Regions from separate parts of the Mus musculus genome. Here region 2 is linked to region 1. Evidence: chromatin contacts called from public promoter capture Hi-C data. All regions are on one chromosome and are shown on one strand. Each heading gives the region's core, a stretch centred on a gene start, on an enhancer-like site or on the middle of the called end of the contact. The rest is flanking DNA. Distances are from core to core; before and after follow the strand shown. Region 1 overlaps Agpat3 (1-acylglycerol-3-phosphate O-acyltransferase 3). Region 2 holds the start of Madcam1 (mucosal vascular addressin cell adhesion molecule 1).

The links. Promoter capture Hi-C pulls out the DNA fragments that hold promoters and counts their contacts.
Region 2: a contact with region 1 is called in a promoter capture Hi-C map of liver, with 2.2 times the contacts expected there. The contact joins the promoter of Madcam1 here to the enhancer-like site in region 1. A contact is called at or near these places in 4 of 39 promoter capture datasets (hematopoietic stem and progenitor cells, hippocampal neurons, liver and 1 more) and 2 of 115 datasets of contacts at active chromatin or transcription factors (large pre-B cells and stem cell-derived neural progenitor cells).

Annotation. Positions count from the first base shown.
Region 1 is chr10:78,306,653-78,313,328 of GRCm38.p6, forward strand. All of the region lies in intron 2 of Agpat3 (1-acylglycerol-3-phosphate O-acyltransferase 3), which reads right to left. Among named protein-coding and RNA genes, the nearest start is that of Mir7659, 30 kb to the right of the region's middle. Within about 2 kb of position 2,064, at least 26 of the 459 cell types and tissues checked have an H3K27ac peak or open chromatin away from gene starts, as enhancers often do. A contact at or near this core is called in liver, where this site is marked.
Region 2 is chr10:79,662,966-79,669,396 of GRCm38.p6, forward strand. Madcam1 (mucosal vascular addressin cell adhesion molecule 1) reads left to right here and starts at 1,594. Exons shown (of 5, transcript NM_013591.3): 1 at 1,594-1,702; 2 at 1,947-2,213; 3 at 2,466-2,792; 4 at 3,374-3,805; 5 at 5,272-5,577. The coding sequence starts at 1,642. The coding sequence ends at 5,402.

The DNA.
Region 1 (6,676 bases), core at 814-3,313:
ACACTGGAGAGCGGAGGCTCACTGGTGGCATGATATGGTCACGGTGTTCTCAAGCAAGGCAGAGTCTAGTTCCTGGGCTGAGCTTCTGTGATGGGCACTACCCAGTCTCTAAGATCCCATCTAAGCTGGCTCACCCAGCAGGGGAGTCAAGAGGTGAGGGACACAGGAGATTGTGGGGAAAACACAAATAAACTTTGTCAACAAAGCCTCCCAGGTTGAAAGGACCCACACCTGTGCCCCCAGGGGACACAGGGAACACCAATGATCAACCTCCAACATGATTTAGGAACTGGGAGATCAGATGAGCTAGTCCCTGTCCCTCTGCCCCTTTACTTGGCTCTTATGGTCTCAGGGTAGGAACCAAGGGATAGAGCAGATCCTTAGTTAGAGGCAGAAGTAGCCACTCAGAGCCCCACTGTACCTCCCGCACCCACAATGCTCACACCTACACTGTATGCTCTGAACCACCCGCACCCAGAGTGGCAGCACCACGGGTCCCAACATTGCCTGCACCCACACAACCCATATCCACACCCTCCCAGCCTACAGCCCGCCCCAGCACACACATGTATCACTCATGCTGCAATCCCCAAACGCACACAGCCTGTACCAGGCCTCCCTTACCAGTAGAAGTAATAGGCCAAGGCCACGGCCAGCAGGGCGACGCAGACCCCAGAGAAGAGGCAGGTTGAAGAGCTGGCCAACATGGCTATCCTCCGTCTGGTGAGCGTCTGAGAGGGGATGAGGAGGAGCCTGGCTCTGAGTACAGGTCTCTGGCAGATTAGGGAGCAGGCTCAAGGAGAGCAGATGTGACTGGGCCTGATTGCCCACATCAGGCAGGCACTGAGACTACTGGAAAAAGGGAGGTAGACTATCCCGAGAATTATGCTGGGCAGTGCCTTCCCAGACTACCTAGTGACAGAGGACACGCTGAAGCAGGTCACAGGGCAGCCTGTTGTCTGAGCACCACTGCAGATCTGCTGTGGGACATACACTAATCCAATAAGCAGCTTTTCTAGGAGCTATAATGACATGACGCAGGTCACTGGGCTCTGTCCATGGATGGCCCCAGGACTGGGACCAAAGAGAACCATAGGTTCCTTACCTAGTGGCCAGAGACTCTAGGTTCAAACAGGAGGCTGGCCAAGTCCCAGAGTCCCCAATTCCATGCCTAAGACACTGTCCTTTGGGTTCCTGAGTCTGATGCAGTGTAAGAAGAGTCATTCCACAGCCTGGGCACATTGTATGGAACCCTCAGAGGCTTAATGCCCCGTGCTCTGTGGTTCCAGAATCCAGAAGGAAGGAGTGTAAATGCTGCACTGAAAGATGCTGAGCTAGTGAGGCAAAGCAACCCTGGAGCCAGACCATCACACAAGGGCCCATCCCTCACACAGATGAGCCTCAGTAGCTCCACCCATGTGAGGATAGTGGACTCAGCTTGGCCAGGCTCTCACTAGTGTCTTTTCTTTTGGGGACCCAGAGCCCTGTTGTTAACAGGAAAGACATGATGATAAGAGCAATCAGCCACCTGGAAGTTTAATACTGGGTACATTCCCCTTACTTGCAGCCCTCATGATTTTATTTATAGAACTGGAGTTGATATCTGAAGAAAAAAAAAGAGTATTTAAAAATTCAGGATTCCTTCTCCTTGCTTCAGGAACTTCCTTCCCAAGAGCAGTGTTGAGGAACCCCTCCTTGGTGAGACAGGCTCACTGACATGAAGGAATGGTTCACTCAGTCGTGTCAGGAGCCTGACCACTGGGTAGGGGTGGGCAGGTGGAGCCGGGCTTTCCCATCTGGCAGCAGCAAGGGTGGCCCTCATGGGGAGGACCTCATGCCTTCTCCAGCCTGGCAAGTTTGAACAGCCTCAGGAGGGGTGCTCTTGCACCAGATCAAGGCAGATGAGACTGGCTGCATGTGCAACATTGTCCTCACGCTTCCTGCCTGAGTGTGGCATCACCCATGGAGCAGGGAAGCCCAGCTCTTGGGAAACCAGGACTGGTCTAAGACATTTACTAAAACTGATCTTCAAAGTAGTTTATAAGATTCCCAGAGTGCAACAGGGCTTCCCAGAACCAGCCATTCCCCAGTGGCAGGGTGCAGAAGGATACTCCCACGTCCACATTATTGTGGGATGGCCAAAGCAGGGCAAAGGTCAGCAACAAGGGGCCAGGCCTGCAACAAGAGCCATGACTAAGCTCGAAGAGAGCCCATACAGTGGCCCCCAGGGCATATTCTACTTTTCCAGCTGAAGCTGCACTCTTCTGTTCTGGCCAATGGGCCTCTTGACTCTCAAAAGATGAGAGTCACCTATAGATAGCTCCTCCTATAGAGGAAGGAGCACTCACTGTCCTTAGGTTTGGGGGAGGAACACTCTCATCTTAAAGCGGACACAGTGGTAGTGCAGACAGTATGTGAGCAGAGCATTTAACCCAAAAGAAGCTTGAAGATGACCATTGGAGGAGGCACTGGGGGTGTCACCCAGGCAACCCACGGACTGCTGAGGATCAGCCCATTTTCCTTGAGGTAGAAGTTAGATGCTGCTCATATCAAGACTTCAACAAGGTTTTGATGAAGCCCCTGATTCCACTGGAGGCATTTCTTGCAACATATTTCTACATCAGGTTCTGAGGAACCTGATGAAATGGAACCCCTTAAACATAGACCTGGCTGTCCTGGAACTAAGCATGTGGACCAGGCTGTCCTCCAACTCACAGAGCTCTGCCTGCCTCTGTGCTGGGATTAAAATGTGTGCACCACCACACCCAACAAGACTAAAGCTTTTTCAATTGGGCAGGACCAGCAGTGGGCAGGTTACAGCACTTGCCACCAAGCCTGACAACAGGAGTTCAAGTCCCCAAACCCGCAAGGTCAGAGCCATCCTCTGACCTCCACATTTGCACCATGGCTACGAAAACTAAATACATGTTATAAATAAACAAATAAATGAACGGAGTAGGCCAATCTCCTGTCCACAGTATCCTCTTTGCTGCCTGTACAGCCATGACTTGCTAAGCTGTTTTTGGTGGTATGTGCTGCTCTGGGAACTTGCAGGGATTCTAGGACACTGCCCCCCAGTCCTCTGTCTCAGTCTCCCTTACTATGTGGCTGGCCTGCCTTTGGATGGCCCTCACAGTGGGGAACTCCTATGTGTGGCCAAAGCTTGGCTGTGGTATTCTAGCATGTTCATCTATTCTGGTGGAGAGCCAGCACACGGCCTCTTCTACTCTCAGCTCCCTGACCTGTGTGTGCCCCATGGTGCAGCCAAAGTGACATGTTTAAACATGCATGGGTGTCGGCCCTCCCCACAGTCAGTGCCAGCACCCACCCAGCGGGTGCCGCCTCCACTGCAGGCCTGTGGTAGGGTGCTCCACATGTGGGCCCTCCAGCTCACCTCCTGAGGTTGTGCTTCTCTGTTACCCCGGGGACCATGGGGACCTGGCCCCGCCCTTCTCTCTATTCAGGGCTGGATTGTAAAGACACTGGGAAGGATGCTAAAAGAACAGCACCCAGCATAGGCTGAAGATGACAAAGGACACCATCCCTGCGCCCAAACCTTCTCTGTGGAGGAAATAGACCAAGACTCAACAGATCACATGGGAAAAGCAAAGGCAGAAAAAAGACTGCATCAAACTGAGAGACTTCTGTAGAGTGAAGGACACAGCAACAGCATGAGGAGGTGGCTGCAGACTCCGAGGGCCCTGTCAATCAAATGCTTGGTCAGCAGCTGTGATGGTTAATATTGACTGGTAGGATATGGAATCACCAAAAAGACAAGTCTCTAAGCTTGTCAGGGAGAGGCTATACAAGATAAGTTAGAGCTGGGAGGTGGATCAGTGAGCAAAGTGCTTGTTTTATGAGGCCCATGTGGTGGCTTGAGGCTGTAATCCCAGTGTCCCTTCTGGGAGATGGGAAGTGGGGACAGGAGACTCCCAGGTGTGTCAGTCAGCCTGAACCCTGGCCCAAACAAGGAGGAAGGAGAAAGCTGCCCCCTGGACAGCGAAGCACCTTCTCGCTCTCTCTCTCCTCCCCCTTCTCTCTCCTCTCTGTCTCTCTCTCTCTCTCTCTCTCTCTCTCTCTCTCTCTCACACACACACACACACACACACACACACACACAATCACACAGAGACAGACAGACACAGACACACAGACAGAGGCAGACACACAGAGACAGAAAGACAGATACACAGACAGTCAAACAGACATAGGTGGGAGGAGGAGTATTAAAAAAAGATTAGGTTAGCCTCTGGGCATGCCCTCTGGGGATTATACAAACTAGGTTAATGAAGGTAGAAAGGCTGATCCTAACTGTGGGTGGGTTCATCCCACGGCTAGAGTCCCAGACTAAGGGAACAGGAACTAGTGAGCTGAGCACCAGCGTCTCTCTCTCTGCTCCTGGCCTGGGACACACTGTGACCAGCCAACTCCCCACACTCCTACACCACGTTTGCCCTGCCTTCCAACCCTGAGCCCGAGGAAACCCTTGCTTCCTTCAGCTGCTTTGCTTAGGCCTTTCATCTCAGTCACTAACACAGAGACCAGTGTCCAACAGAGGGCTCAGGTCGAGGTGGAGCCACAGACAACATATAAATGGCAAAGAGATACTGGGAACAGTAGTTAGTGGCACAGTGCAAATAAAACCTACAGTAGCCATCATCAGGACAAGCACTGGAGAGAGGAGACCCTTGCACAGCAGCACAGCTGTTGTGGTTCAAAGCATGAAGTTAAGAAACTAGAGATATCTGATCTCCTAACTGTCCACCTGTGGATGAACAGGCAGCAAAATTAGCACATGCACACAACGGAATATTACCCAGCCATAAAAATCAGTCAATAAACAAACAAACAAATAAAGCAAGTCTTAACACCTGCATCAGAGTGGATAGAAAAGGAGAGCACTGTGCTAAGACAAGCCAGGCACAGAAGACATCCCTCACTCTCATAGGTGGAATCTAAGTCCATCTCACAGACATAGGGCAGAACTGCTGGGGGCAGCAGCCATGGTCCAAAGCCTCCAGACGGACTGGAGAAGTGGTGGAGTTGCAAGGCGCTGTGGCAACCACTGTGACTGGTAGCACTATCCCCATGCCTCTGTCCCAGATGGCGGTTCTAGCCTCCCATCTCTTCTCCATCCCAAGAGTCTCCAGCACAGGACTCCCCAGGGCTGGCCCCAGCACCCCCATGGCTCTGGGGCGTGTGAGGGCTGGGGAAACACATTGTCCAGGCAGCCAGGCGCCACTGCCCGCTACTTTGCTTGCTTTGCTTACTAGGTTAAGGAACCCAGGTCACCATTTCCTCAGCTTACCCAGTTTGCTGCAAGTCGGAAGGCCAGTGAGGCATGGGAACCTCTCCGGGAGGAAGCTGCCTAGTGCTCACCAGCCCCGCCCACACTTCCAGGGTTCTCACCACACCCATCCCTCCAGCTCTGCCTTGGAAGGAGCAAGAGTTGCTGCTTGCTAGTGCTGAGGGGAGGACCATCACGTGACCATAGGGTGGAGGGTTCTGTGTCTCACTCTCAGCCTGGCTCTGTAGGGGCCCGTTCATTGTACAGACACCTGTAGGAAGTGACTTCTGTCCAGCTCCTCAACCCCTGTCTACCCTCCCCATCTGTACATTAAGCAAGCATATGCAGAAGCAAAGCACTGTCCTACCCGTAGCCAGCCCAGTGCTGCAGACAGTGAAGGCAGAGAATCCAGGAACAAGGCAGCTGGGGATCTCAGGGACCCAGCTGGTAAAATGCCCTTCCAACAACATAGGGGCGCGTGGGGAATGAAGTTACTATGTAGACCAAACAAAGAGTAAACAGGCTATGGCATGAGCCCAGGAGTCTGGGGCCCTGTCTCCAGGGTGCTGCACATATTTGGAAACGTTCTCCCCAAGTGCTGTCTGGGCAGCTTGTAGTCACCCCAAGACATTTTTAAAGGCAGGCACAAAGGAGAGAAAAGACATCCCCGGCTGTATCTGTAGAGGGCGGGCTCTGCGCGAAGAGCACGGACCTGCCCGGCCCCTGCATCTGGCACTATTTGCTAGGATGAAGATGCACCCAGTGTCAGCACAGGTCGGCCAACTGTGCCCACAACCACAGGGCCTGTGTACGCAGACACAAACACCGAGGATCATCATCAGAAGGGATGGATGCAGACAGCTCAATGAGCTTGTAGAGGCCATCTCAGGGTGGTAAGGAAGAGATCCAGCAGGAAAGACAAGGGCTGGACGGCGGCTCTGTGGAAGAGGCATGCGCAAAGTCCCAGTTCCATCTCCAGCTTCCCTCCTTTCCCTGGCTGTAGCAGGGGGACAGCACACTGTGTATGGCTGACAGGCAGAAACTTGCCCCTCCTGGAACATCTGACGCCATAATTGTGCTACCGGCTTGAAACCTTGAGGAGAAGGAGTTCTTTCAGACAAAATAGCTCTGACATTTATGATAACCCATAGAAAGCAGCCTGCTTTGCTCTGTGCTTCCTACACTAACTAATCTACAGCTGCATTTCTGTCATCTGCAAGTTGTGTGCCTTGCAATGGGAGCACTACAACCTATGTAACTGGGAGCACCTTGCCATAGGAGCACCACAACCTATGTAATAGGGAGCATCTTGCCATGGGAGCACCACAACCTATGTAACTGGGAGCACCTTGCCATAGGAGCACCACAACCTATGTAATAGGGAGCACC
Region 2 (6,431 bases), core at 344-2,843, 1.4 Mb after region 1:
TGACTGCCTGAGGCAAGAACACAGGAAACTAGCCTGCTTTCTCGGCTAGCCCCTGAAGCCTGGGAGTATGCAGCTGGTGTTCCTCAGTAGGGACTGGGTCAGGAGGGAAGCGCGGGAGAGGTGGTGTGCCGACCTCGGAGGAAAGTGAGGTAGAACGCCTAAGAATGTATGATACCCTCAGAACTCCAGCCTGAGGCCCAGGATCCATAGGTCCATGTCTGGAGTGTGGGGACAGCCACTTGGGCAGGCAACTTCCTGCGCCGCTGCTGTCAGGTGCTGGGCTTGAGCGTTGCACCAATACACAGCTCAGAGGTGGGAAATTTTAGCCTAAGATTTGGGAGGCCAAAGCTAGGATGCCCTGACTCCTGGGCATCCAGTCACCTCTGGAAAACCAACCACACAGAGGAGTCAGAAATGGAGGGCCGTGGGTCCCCGGGGCCTGCATGAGGAGCCCGTGGGCCCCACGGGGGCTCCCAAACTCCTGTACATCCAGTCAGCACTGTGTCTCGGGGAGTTAGGAATAGAATTGGGGGTCCTCTGGCTGAGGGTGACGGTGAGCCCGGAAAGCTCATAGAGGATTGTGCTTGGCTTAGCAGCAGTTTTCTTGGAGTGCAGAGGGGCTTCTGCAGGAGACTCGGGCTGTGGCTCTGTAGTCGAAGCCTTTCTCTGTGCTCCCTACTGCATTCTTGATGAAAGAGACAGTCCTTGGTTCCAAACTGTTTATTGATTGTACATCGTGGAAAATGAGTGCATTCCACCTCCTCAGGATGCACTAGAGACTAAATGTCCAGGGAGGAATGTCCCGGAAGGAAGGGAAGTTTATTGGCTAATCCCTCAGGGCCTCTAAATACTTCATTAGCATACAGAACTGTTCTGGGCTACTGTGACCACAGGTCACGGTTCCTATGTGGGAAGTGTGACACGTGTTCCAGGACAGGAATCTGGTAGGGATCAGGGAGCCACCTACCATCTCAGCTGGGTGCCTGGGTGCCCGGGACTCTGACCCTGCTCAGTCTTACCAAGTTTCCTGGCAAGGTCCATGGTCCCACAAGGATGCACCAAACCTAAGTCTCCAATGTTTCAGGTCAAAGTGAGCCAGCCCCAGACCCCAGGCTCTGTCAGGCCTGCAAGTGGAAGGACAAAGACTTAGGGGACAACTGGTGACTTATCCCAGACACACATCACATGGAACTCAGGCCCCAGAACAACTCCCGCACCATCCAGAACCAGGCCAGGCCCCTCTGCCGCCCTCATGCGGCCACCTGTGGAAGTGAAGGCACAGCTCTAGTCAGCGAGGTGGGCGGGGCAACCTAGGACTGGCAGATTTCCATGCACTTGACCCACCATGGTGACCCACCTCCAGCTTTTAGCTTCAGCCTTCCCGTACATAGAACCGGGGCCTGGAACCTTCCCAGACCTTCCCTCCCCATCTGTAATGACTGTGTTCCCGGGTCCCTGCCTCACCTCTAGCCTCTGATTCTCTGCCTCCTACAAAGTGGGGGTCGGGCTGGGAAAGCCCCCTGGGAAAGTCCCACAGAGCCGGCAGAAGGGGGAGGAGAGGCAGGGTCTCAGACAGTAGGAAGCTGCCGGCCCACTCTTATTTAAGCCGCTTCCCCTGGCGGTCACAAGACAGAGGCAGGCATGGAATCCATCCTGGCCCTCCTGCTGGCCCTGGCCCTAGTACCCTACCAGCTCAGCAGAGGTAAGCAGGGCTGTGGGTAGGGAAGCAGGCTTCGAGAGATGAATGGGTACAAGGGAGGAGAGTTTGGGAGTGCTGTGAAAATCCACGGCTTTGAGAGACTAGGGATGTGCGGCTCCGGTTGGTCTCTCATCAAGGCCCAGGAACCTGGGCCAGAGGACGAGAGCCCTGGGGTCTCAACCCAGGGTCAGGGCTGGAACCTGGGACCCAGTTGTCCCATCACAGCTTTAATGCTCTTACTCCTCAGGACAGTCCTTCCAGGTGAACCCCCCTGAGTCTGAGGTAGCTGTGGCCATGGGCACATCCCTCCAGATCACCTGCAGCATGTCCTGTGACGAGGGTGTAGCCCGGGTGCACTGGCGTGGTCTGGACACCAGCTTGGGCAGTGTACAGACCCTCCCAGGCAGCAGTATCCTCTCTGTACGGGGCATGCTGTCAGACACAGGCACTCCTGTGTGTGTGGGCTCCTGCGGGAGTCGAAGCTTCCAGCACTCCGTGAAGATCCTTGTGTATGGTGAGGCCCACTCTGCCTTTCTAGGTGCCACCTGCCCCGGGGGAATCAGGACCTTGCGCCATACCAGTGCCACCACCCACCAAGTCCCCACACTCCACTGCCACCCCCACACTGTAGACCTTCAAGGCTGACATACTCACCCTTCCTGTCCCAACCACCTGAGGCCATAGCTGCACTCTCACGCCAAACTCCCCTCTGCCTGGCCCAGGCCTGACCTCTAAGCTCAGCCCTGGGCCTGCTATCGATCCACAGCCTTCCCAGACCAGCTGGTGGTGTCCCCGGAGTTCCTTGTACCTGGACAGGACCAGGTGGTGTCCTGCACGGCCCACAACATCTGGCCTGCAGACCCGAACAGTCTCTCCTTTGCCCTGCTACTGGGAGAGCAGAGACTGGAGGGTGCCCAAGCCCTGGAACCAGAGCAAGAAGAGGAGATACAAGAGGCTGAGGGCACACCACTGTTCCGAATGACACAACGCTGGCGGTTACCCTCCCTGGGGACCCCTGCCCCTCCTGCCCTTCACTGCCAGGTCACCATGCAGCTGCCCAAACTGGTGCTGACCCATAGAAAGGAGATTCCAGGTAAGACCACTGGGTCCTGCCTGCCTCTAGGCCCAGCAGCTCTGGGGCTTGGCCCATGATTGGTTGTCCCCACCTGTAGATCCCCAACAAAACTGTTCAATGCCTGTGTCACAAGGCAGCCAGAAAAGATTAACTCAAAAGATAAGGACCTACTCTATGCTAGCTCCAACATGATATTTCCGTCGTTTTCTGTTCACAAATTCTTGGCTTTGCCTAGGTGGGTGGTTGGCGGTGCACACCTTTAATCCCAGCACTCAGAAAACAGAGCCAGGTGGATTTCTTGAGTTTGAGGCCAGCCTGGTCTACCGAGCGAATTCCAGGACAGTCAGGGCTATACAAAGAAACCCTGTCTTGAAAAACCAAAGTAAATAAATAAAATAAACAGTGATCTGGTAGACTTGCATAAGAGCTAGTACCTACTTCCTGTTCTGTGTCTGTGTCATCAGCTGCTGATCCTAACTAGTATGATGCCTTGTGCCTCTTAAGTGATGTGGGAAGGGTGATGGAAGAATTCTGAACCAATACTGGGTTGCAGATGAGGAAAACTGAGGCTACAGGAAGAACATTCATTCTGTTTGCAGTACTACAGAGCCAGACCTCACCTAAGCCCCCCAACACGACCTCTGCTGAGCCCTACATCCTGACCTCATCAAGTACTGCTGAGGCAGTCTCCACTGGGCTCAACATCACCACCCTACCTTCTGCCCCTCCATACCCCAAGCTTAGCCCTAGGACTCTGAGCTCTGAGGGACCTTGCCGCCCGAAAATCCACCAGGACCTGGAGGCAGGCTGGGAGCTACTCTGTGAAGCATCCTGTGGGCCCGGAGTTACTGTGCGCTGGACCTTGGCTCCTGGCGACCTGGCAACCTACCACAAGAGGGAGGCTGGGGCCCAGGCATGGCTAAGCGTGCTGCCCCCAGGTCCCATGGTAGAGGGCTGGTTCCAGTGCCGCCAGGACCCTGGCGGGCAGGTGACCAATCTGTATGTTCCTGGCCAGGTGACCCCGAATTCCTGTGAGTCTGGGGCCCTGGGAGGGAGGGACAAATGGGACTAAAACACTAGCAGGAGTCTGTACCATGCCTAGCCTCAGTTTCCCCATGTTCAGTATGCTTTCCTGTCTGGAGACCTCTTAGAACTCGGGGCACCTTGCAGTCTTTCAGAGACAGGAAGATCCAGTGAAACAAAAAGTGAAAAAAAAATTTAACATTGGTTTCAGATGCCCGGGGCTGACTTCATAGCTATTTAACTTTAGTTTCACATACCCGGGGCTGGCTTCAAACTTGCATCATAGCTAAAAGTGACCGTGATCTTGCCTCAACCTCTTCAGTGCTGAGATAACAGGTGCACACCACTGTGACACATTTTTTTAAATTTATTGTTATACATAAGTACACTGTAGCTGTCTTCAGACGCACCAGAAGAGGGCATCAGATCTCATTACGGGTGGTTGTGAGCCACCATGTGGCTGCTGGGATTTGAACTCAGGACCTTCAGAAGAGCTGTCAGTGCTCTTACCTGCTGAGCCATCTCACCAGCCCATGACACATGTCTTAATGGTTGATTTTTTAAATACGTTAATTGAGTCTGAAGCAACAGATGTCTCAGAAATTAAAGAGTACTTACTGGTCTTACAGAGAACCTGGGTTCACTTCCCATGTGATAGCTCACAAACATCTGTAACTCCAGATTCAGGGAATGTAACCCACACTTTTGGCCTCCCAGAGCACCATGTGTGCATGGTACACATATGTACATCAACACTAAAATAACTCCTGCACATGCAAATAAGACGCCAGGTGTGTTTGCGCATGTCTTTAATCCTAGCACTCAGGAGGCAGAGACAAGAAACGCATAGCCACTTGTAACTCCAGGACCCTGGAGACTTGACATCCTCCTCTGACTTCCAAGTGTACCTGCATTTGTGGCATACACACAGATACACACACACACACACACACACAAAATAAACATTAAAAAAATAAACCTTAAGCCAGGTGGTGGTGGTGACACATACCTTTAATCTCAGAGGCAGGTGTATCTCTAAGTTCAAGGACATCCTGGTCTACAGAGCAAGTTCCAGGACAGACAGCCAGGATTACATAGAAGACTCTTGTCTCAAAAAATCAAAACAAAACAGACAAAAAACAAAACAAAACAAAACAAAACAAAACAAAACAGAACTAAGCTGGGCACGATGGCACACAAGCTATGATCTAAGTACTTGAGCTGTAGAAGAAGAAGGGTCAATGTCAGCCTAAGCTACAGAGTGAGACCGTAATTTAGAAACAAAAGCTTCCCTTTAAGTAGATTCATTCTTCCATGCTGTCTTTGAGTATGTCTGGTTGGGTGGCTGTTTTCTACCCAAGTAGAGGCTGGCTAGTTAAGTCCACTTTTAAACTGTAAGGGCCTATGTATGTTCCCTCTGTGGAGCCCACAGGCACTGGGACTGATGGCAGCCTTTCTCTTCCTACTCTTTCAGCCTCCACCGTCGTCCTATGGATTGGCAGCTTGGTGCTGGGGCTGCTTGCACTGGTCTTCCTTGCCTACCGCCTGTGGAAATGCTACCGGCCAGGTCCTCGCCCAGACACTAGCTCATGTACACACCTATGAAGCTCCATTATGCCAGACTAAAGGAGGCAGAGAGTGACCAGCTGCAGGATTTGGGGCATCAAGATGATAGTGTGGCCTCTTTCCTTGGTGGTCAGCACATCTATAAGTTTCTCCTGACTTCTGGGCTTTTCTGCCTGCTGGCCCAGAGCTAAATAAAAGCCCCGTATCTAGCCACTGGCATATTCTTTCGTACTGTGAATAGGAAGGCTTTGTACATCACCTATCCCTACAGCCAGAGTCCCTGGAGACAGTCACACATCCCAGTTTTCTTTGGTAGGTCGAGCAACAGGATACTAGGCTGGGAAATGCCTGCATTTAACAAGAGTAACTAAGGAGATATCCAGTGGCTTAGAAAAAGTACTTGGGGGGTAACCTGGGAAAACACGAAGAGCGGTATGGATGCCAGACAAGGGAATAAAAAGTATGTCAGTAGATAAAGAGCCAAAGATAACACAGAAAAGGGACATGCGAGGATACTAGAAAGCCACAGCAGTTCAGAATTGCAAAGAGAGCACCCCCCTCTGGTGGTCAGAAATGGTAACAGTCTGGGAAAGGAAGGAATCTGGTGACAACTCCGCTCAGGCACCTTAACGCTCGGAAGGAGACTAAGTGAGGCCAAAAACCCGGGAGAGCCCAGGCCGAGTCTGGGAGCAAACGCAGAAAACGGTTTGAACTCCGCTTTCAGCCCTAGATTCCTGGTGAGCTTTGCGGGGTTTATCTGGTACCCAGGGTGCCTGGTTGCTAGGAGACCATGCTTAGGAAGACTTGCCCACTACCAAGATGGCAAGGTATCGCGCTTCAAGCCAGAAACCAAGCCCTTCCTGGGGGACCATTTTGAAGTCTGGCAAGCTCACAATTCCAGACCGAAGCTAGAAGATGCAGTCATGGAGTAGCAGGAAAACGCACACAGAGAAAGCCAGGGGCACAGGGGGAAAAGGTCGCTTGCGCTTGTTACTATCGAGATTCTCAGAGAGGGGGGCCGCTGCCTCTGCCCTTAACAAAAATGGTCGTCGAGGGAAGGCGCCTCAT